Linked DNA regions of Mus musculus: region 2 is linked to region 1. Evidence: chromatin contacts called from public promoter capture Hi-C data. All regions are on one chromosome and are shown on one strand. The core of a region is the stretch at or near the end of the contact, and the rest is flanking DNA. Distances in the headings are between cores, read along the strand shown. Region 1 holds the start of Gemin6 (gem nuclear organelle associated protein 6). Region 2 overlaps Arhgef33 (Rho guanine nucleotide exchange factor (GEF) 33).

Evidence for each region. Promoter capture Hi-C pulls out the DNA fragments that hold promoters and counts their contacts.
Region 2: a promoter capture Hi-C map of pre-B cells shows a contact between it and region 1, with 1.6 times the contacts expected there. The contact joins the enhancer-like site here to the promoter of Gemin6 in region 1. A contact is called at or near these places in 4 of 39 promoter capture datasets (the 3T3-L1 cell line, the C10 cell line and pre-B cells), 1 of 15 datasets of contacts at CTCF or cohesin (CD8 T cells), 10 of 484 Hi-C or Micro-C datasets (CD8 T cells, the CH12 cell line, the HL-1 cell line and 5 more), 2 of 115 datasets of contacts at active chromatin or transcription factors (bone marrow-derived macrophages and embryonic stem cells) and 3 of 9 other capture datasets (adipose tissue, liver and pancreatic islet).

Annotation. Positions count from the first base shown.
Region 1 is chr17:80,222,548-80,226,017 of GRCm38.p6, reverse strand. Gemin6 (gem nuclear organelle associated protein 6) reads right to left here and starts at 1,567. Exons shown (of 3, transcript NM_026053.4): 1 at 1,348-1,567; 2 at 254-397. The coding sequence starts at 378.
Region 2 is chr17:80,347,878-80,351,347 of GRCm38.p6, reverse strand. It overlaps Arhgef33 (Rho guanine nucleotide exchange factor (GEF) 33), which reads right to left. Exons shown (of 18, transcript NM_001145452.1): 6 at 1,762-1,928. Among named protein-coding and RNA genes, the nearest start is that of Gm10190, 24 kb to the left of the region's middle. Within about 2 kb of position 1,642, at least 15 of the 459 cell types and tissues checked have an H3K27ac peak or open chromatin away from gene starts, as enhancers often do. A contact at or near this core is called in pre-B cells, where this site is marked.

The DNA.
Region 1 (3,470 bases), core at 318-2,817:
AGCCAAATAAGGCCAACCTTGGCTACAGGAGACCCTCTGGAAGGAGAATTAGAAGAGGGGAGAATTTCTCTTTTCTATTCCTATAACTATGTTTAGTTTGCTACAGCATCCCATAGTTAAAACAGCAGCAGTTAGGCTCAAAAGCAATTATTATGTGTGAATGACCAGTCTTTGATTGATCTGCCTTCTCAGCTTGGATATCCGGGGCCAGTACATAGGATTGTCATTTCACAAAATTAAGTTGCATACTCACTTGGCAGAGACTGGATCTGTGGTTAGAAGCCATCCTTTATACTCCTTCTCACAGGCTATCACTCTCACTTCTTTATAAACGTAATCTTCCCATTCTAAGGGGCTTTTCTTCATCCATTCGCTCATGGTTACCAGTTGCCCAGATCTAGAACCATTATCAATTTGGGTTAATCACTATGGATATTCCACACAAGCAAATGTCTTTTTTTAAAAATATTTTTAAAGATTCATTTATTTATTATATGTAAGTACACTGTAGCTGTCTTCAGACAATCCAGAAGAGGGAGTCAGATCTTTTTACGGATGGTTGTGAGCCACCATGTGGTTGCTGGGATTTGAACTCTGAACCTTTGGAATAGCAGTCAGTGCTCTTACCCACTGAGCCATCTCACCAGCCCAAGCAAATGTCTTAATGATCGCCATTCTGTAGGCAGTCTGTAATTTGCCTGAAAATAACGAGTTTCTTAATGCAAGTAAGCACTGATACATAGAGCCAGTCTTAACTCACACCTACAGTCCCTACCTACTAGTAGTGCTGAGACCAGCCTGGTAACATAGTGTGCCGTCTCAGATCTCAGAAGAACAAGCAAAACGCCCATCTGGGGTATAAGAAACTGATACTATCTTTGGAGAATTCTTGAGAATGTTTTGTTTAGTATATCTGGGAAGGGGTATTTATAATTCAGACTGATGGTAATAGTGAATGGCCACAGGTACAATTCTTAAAACTCCTGTGGCATGTCTAGTCCCACCCTCTGCTCCCAATTCCGGATACCGCTTTCAACCTGGCTTTGAACCTGGCCCGTAGATAACTCAAACTCTTCGGGGCTGGAGAGATGGCTCAGCGGTTAAGAGCACCGACTGGGAGGTCAATTCCCAGCAACCACATGGTAGCTCAAAACCATCGGTAATGGAATCCGATGTCCTCTTCTGGTGTGTCTGAAGAAAGCAGTGGTGTGCTCATATACAATAAAGAAATCTTTTTTAGAAAAAAGAAGAAGCAGCCACTTCCGTTCCGCTTTCCTTAGATAAAAGGATTTCGCCCTAAACCCCTGACAGACATAACTGATGCGGAGTTCTCGGATTCCCACCTACTCTTTCTAGATGACTCTCCACGGGCTTTGCGCCAATTTTCTCGTAAAGCGCTGAGGACCCGTTAGCGAAGCTCTAGAGCTCCAACACCAGGTCCTGTCCAGAGGCCGCCATACCCAGAACTCTGCACGACTCAGGGAAACGCCGCAGAGACCCTGGCTATATTTCTACTTAGCTCACACGCCGCCGAGCGGGCTTGAGTCGGCCCGCCTGAGCCCAGCATGCTTTGCTCCTGACGTCATTTCCTTCCCCCAGAATCCTCCATCCTGTAGTCCTTTGCCTCCGTTCTTGCACTGCAGGTTGTGTCCAAGGGAACTTGAGTTCTCCTGGCCACCGTGAACGTCTCAAGAAATCTTTGTAAGAGGAAAATGTTCGTACCTCAAAGCTTTTTAAGTGGGGTATGAAAATGCGATTTTGCCCTGAATTCAACACAAAGCTCTCTGGGTAAACCTTAAGGCTCTAAAAGCCGAGGTGAATGGCATGAATTCTGGTCTAGCTCGTTTTGGAGCCGGTTAAAATGCGTGCACCTTTGGGGACGTGTTCTCAGTAAATCTCAAGAACAGTGGTGAAGTTGGGAAGATCAGCACTGGATTTTTTTTTTTTTTTTTTTTTCGAGACAGGGTTTCTCTGTGTAGCCCTAGCTGTCCTGGAACTCACTCTGTAGACTTCGCCTGCCTCTGCCTCCCAAGCAGCACTGGATTATGTTGTTTCTGCTTCAGATTTCTGGGCACGTAGCTGACTGGGCTCTGACATACTGCAGAATCTTCGAGACTGTGATACTGAAAAGTGGTGCAAGGCAGTAAATGCTAAGATTCTGCCTATACTGAAAAGAGAAAAAAACAACCCTCTCCCCCGCCAAGACAACAACTACAACAAAAAAACCCACCAAGGGCGATGAACAAAAACTGAGCTATAAAATTGTCAAGCCAGAGGTGGGCGTGGTGGCGCACGCCTTTAATCCCAGCACTCGGGAGGCAGAGGCAGGCGAATTTCTGAGTTCGAGGCCAGCCTGGTCTATAAAGTGAGTTCCAGGACAGCCTGAGCTACACAGAGAAACCCTGTCTCAAAAAAAAAAAAAAAAAAAAAAAAAAGATTGTCAAGCCAAGCAGCAGAAACATTAAATATGAATCGGTTTTTTAAAATTACTACTTGAAATTCCATATCAAATAATCCTTCCCAAAACCTTCATTTATTGAATGATTGACTTCATATTAATGAGATTTCATGGATTAAGTTAGAGTTTATCAGTTAAAACCCTCTATAAAGCTACAAGAGCTAATGTAAATTCCAAGTTATTAAGAGTGTGGGAGAAAATGTTTGACCTTTAAAACTACAGAATAAAAATCTACAACTGATTTGTGACAACTGTTCAGTTGCATTTTAAGTTTCATTCTTTACTGCAAACCTGTTTGGCTTATGTTTTCTTCCCCTTTTGAAACAAGGACATGTCCCTACTCTGTCCAAATTATCAGAAATTTAAGTTGCATTTGGGCCACATGTGGTGCATAGGACTTTAATCCAAGCTTGTGGAAAGCAGAGGTAGGCAGGGAGTTTGGGATCAATTAGTCTACATAGTGAGTTCTAGGCCAGCCCTGCTACAAAAAAAAAAAAAAAAAAAAAATTAAAAAAATTTAAAAATCAGTTGCAACTAGATACAAGATATTTAAACTATTCTAGCTTTTTTTTTTTTTTTTTAAATTCGAGACAGGGTTTCTCTGTGTAGCCCTGGCTGTCCTGGAACTCACTCTGTAGACCAGGCTGGCCTCGAACTCAGAAATCTGCCTGCCTCTGCCTTCCAAGTGCTGGGATTAAAGGTGTGCGCCACCATCACCCGGCTTCTAGCTTTTCTAATTCACTCAATTAGTACCAGCCAATTGAAATGTCTCTTCTTTATGTATATGCTTAGTAGTCATCAAGATTATATTGATGAATGCTAGGAATGGCTCCATTAAAAAAAAAAAAAAAAGCCCGGTATGGCTCATTTGCAATTTCATGGCTGGGAAGTGGAATCAGAAGGACCCGTGGGGCTCACTAGTCTAATTGTAAAATCCTGAACCAAAGAGACACTGTCTCAAAGAATGTGGGTGTATTTCCTGAAAATGACACCTGAGGTTGCCCTACACACA
Region 2 (3,470 bases), core at 393-2,892, 130 kb before region 1:
GAAGCCTAGGTACCGAATGGTTGCTGCTTAGAGCTACTGAATTTGAGGTAACACACAAGACTCACACCATTGTGCCATTAAAAAAGGATAAACCAACATTTTTGAAGGTTTGATCCTTTAACCTGAATTTTAATATGAGCTACCACCAAGTATATGCGCGATGTCATAACAAAGGCAACATTTCAAATTTTTTACAGCAGCATGGTAGAACAAGCTATGACTATGTCTCTCTCACAGGGCGGGAAGGAGAGGTTGTCAGGAGCAGATCACTTAAATCCAGCCGGTGACACAGCTCAGCAGAGAAAGTTGCTACTGTAAAAGGCTGACAATTTGAATTTGATCTGAAATTCATGCTGGAAAGAAAGGACCCACAGTTTAAAGATGCTAACTTCCATACCCAAGCTGTGACACACACTCACTTGAAGTCACACACACACACACCATACACATACACCCATACAAACTAACAATAATAAGTAAAACATTTTAAATAAGGAAATGCATGTGGGCACTGCAATCATCTGGGTTAGTTGTTGTCAGTGAATTAAAAAAAAAAAAATCCCATGGATGTATTCCAGCCTAAGAGGTCTGTCACCCATTGTGTGAAGATGCACAAATATGCTTTGTAAATCTAATTTTTAAAAGTCTGTCTAGTAAATACACACAGATGCCCCAGACCTGGTACTTATCTGACCTCTACCCTGAGCCCATCTTGGGCTCTTCACCTTCATGGCCATCTTGATTCATCTTGCTCTTCATAATGTACATGAAGGAAAAAGGCCACCAGTGGAGCCCCTCCCAGACAATCAAGCCACTGTCCACAGACTGCACACACAGGGGCTAAAAGACCTGCTCCCATGTATAGGCAAATGGCCAATAGCCAAGTAAGCCTGGGCTCAGAAGTTCACCAAGTAAAAGCCACTCGCCTTAGAATTTTACGCCCAGTTATTCATAACACACGTAACTGTCTCTGAATCAGTAAAATCCTGAGCTTCGAGGATGGAGAATCAGCAACCCTGCCATTGAGCTGTTTACCCTTGATGGAAAAATCATTTAGACTACCGTTTGAGGAGTTTCTATACATGACTAAAACAAGGAGGGGGAGGGAGAGAGGGAAAGGGGGTAAGGGGGGGAGAAGAGAGAGACACAAACTATAGTAATTTCTACATTCGTTCATTTTTCTGTGCGTAGGTTCTTTGTTGGACACTCTTGAAAATATAATGATGTAGCAAAATTTGTTTTGTTTTGTTTATTTTTTTTCCTGATTCTAACACAGGTCCAGAATCACAGCCCTTGAATCCTCCTTTGGTTCTGCCAACACACCATCGTGCCGCATCTGTACACTCAGGATGTGGTTGGCAACTGTCTCAGCTCACAGATAGCACCAGCCTGGCTCTCCGGGGAACATGGGTGGCTCGTGACGGTACCATAGATAACTATTTAGAGTGACTTTTTGAAAATCCAGTTCTCTTATGGTTAGTATAATATTGAGTACACTAAATTATTTTTAATCTAATTGACACTTAGAAGCAATGTCAAAATTAGTATTTTCCACAAAGATCAAACATTAGAACTGGGCAGTCTCTCGGGAACCGTGGGGTCATCAGATGCCTTCTAAAGCGTAGAAACCAGCCCCGTGCTGAGCGGTAGAGCAAACATACTTTCTTCCGACGAGGATGTGAGTGCTTCCCACTTTTACTCAAGCCCTAGGAATCAGGGAGAACGATGTATGGTTAATCCCCCAAGGTTTATGAGCTGTACCTTTTTCATAGTTCTGAGAAGGCAACATGTTGGTGAAGTCGTCACTGGGGAGACCGGCTTCAGGGACATTGATGGAGCGGAAGGGGCTTCCTTGAGTCGGCGCAGACCCAGGCGCAGGCGCAGATGCCGGCCCGGCCTGCGCGCCATGTTCTTCCTTTTGGGCTTTCCTAGCAAAGGAGACAGCAGAAAGGACTTTGGTTCTTAGTCTGATAGACTAGGAACGACTCGATTCAGAGTAATACCAGAGAGTGAATTGTTAGGTTGAACATATAAATTTTCCTTTATTTATTTATTTTTTAATGTGCAGCCAAGGCACACCTAGGTTGAACTATATAAATTGCTTTTTTTAAAAAATAAATTATAAGTGGTTAAAGCCGAACAGTTCGTATAGTTCAACTTAATTCACCAACTTTAAAGTATTATAAATTACATCTAATTGTGATGTTTTCATTCTTATTTTTCTATTACTGGCTTCCTTGTCACCGGGATCTTTGATTTTGTTTTGATTTTCGTTTGGGACACTAGGTCTCACTATGTAGCCCTGGCTAGCCCCCCAGGCTTTTAGTATAGACCCCACCACATAGAGCCTCCTGCCTCTGCCAACTGCTAGGATTAAAGGCCTGGCCACCATGCCCGGCTCTTACCAGGGTCTGTAACGTTTGCAGGGTTGAATATTTGCTTGGGGTGATTTACACACCCTTAACAGCTCAATCGCAGAACACCAAGAACCGGAAGCATTTCGCCCAAACAATGTAACCATAAGCTGTTTCCCAGGCTCAGACAACTATGATCCCCATAACATACCAATGAAGACGGCAACTATTTATTGGGCACACTGACTTGTTTCTGCCCAACTATTTATTGGGCACACTGACTTGTTTCTACCCAACTATTTATTGGGCACACTGACTTGTTTCTGCCTGTCAGAAGCACTGACTAACTTTTTTTTCAACTACCCAAGTAAATAACAGCAACACTGGAGAACCTATCGGAAGTTTTAAAACAAAGGAAAATCACTGCTGTCGCAATCCTTAAAACAACAATCCCTCTCTTTCTAGTTATCAATTTACATGTCTTTACATCGAAAATCAAGCTATGTACACATTGCATATCATTTTGATTTCATGTCATATCATGTTAAATATATTTTCCCATGAAATGCTACCATCCATTTTTATACTAACCATTTTTTCCATCTGCATATGTGTTTGTATGTTTGCATACATGTGAACACATATATGTAGATACGTGTTCATGCATGTGGAGGCCTGGAGTTGAGGTTGTAAGTTATCCTCCATTACTTTCTACTCATGCCATCGAGGCAGGGTCTTTCAATCAAACCCAAAGCTCACCAATACGACTAGTTCACAGGCTGGCTTACATCGTGACAGCTACGTGGGCTAAAGATCCAAGCTCTGTTGCTTTTACAGATTTGTGGTGAGTGTTTTGGGATTTTTGTTTGTTTTGTTTTGTTGTTGTTTGCGTGTGTGTGTGTGCGTGTGTGTGTGTGTGTGTGTGTGTGTGTGTCTACACATACCCATTCACCTACAGAGGCCAGAGAAGGGTGTTGGATCCCCTGGAGCTGGAGTCGAAGGCGTCTGTGAACTGCCTGATGAGGTTCTGGGAACTAAACTCTGGTCCTCTGCAAAAGCAGCCAGTGTTCTTGACTATCAAGCCATTTCTCCAGCCCCAGTATTAACCAGGACTAT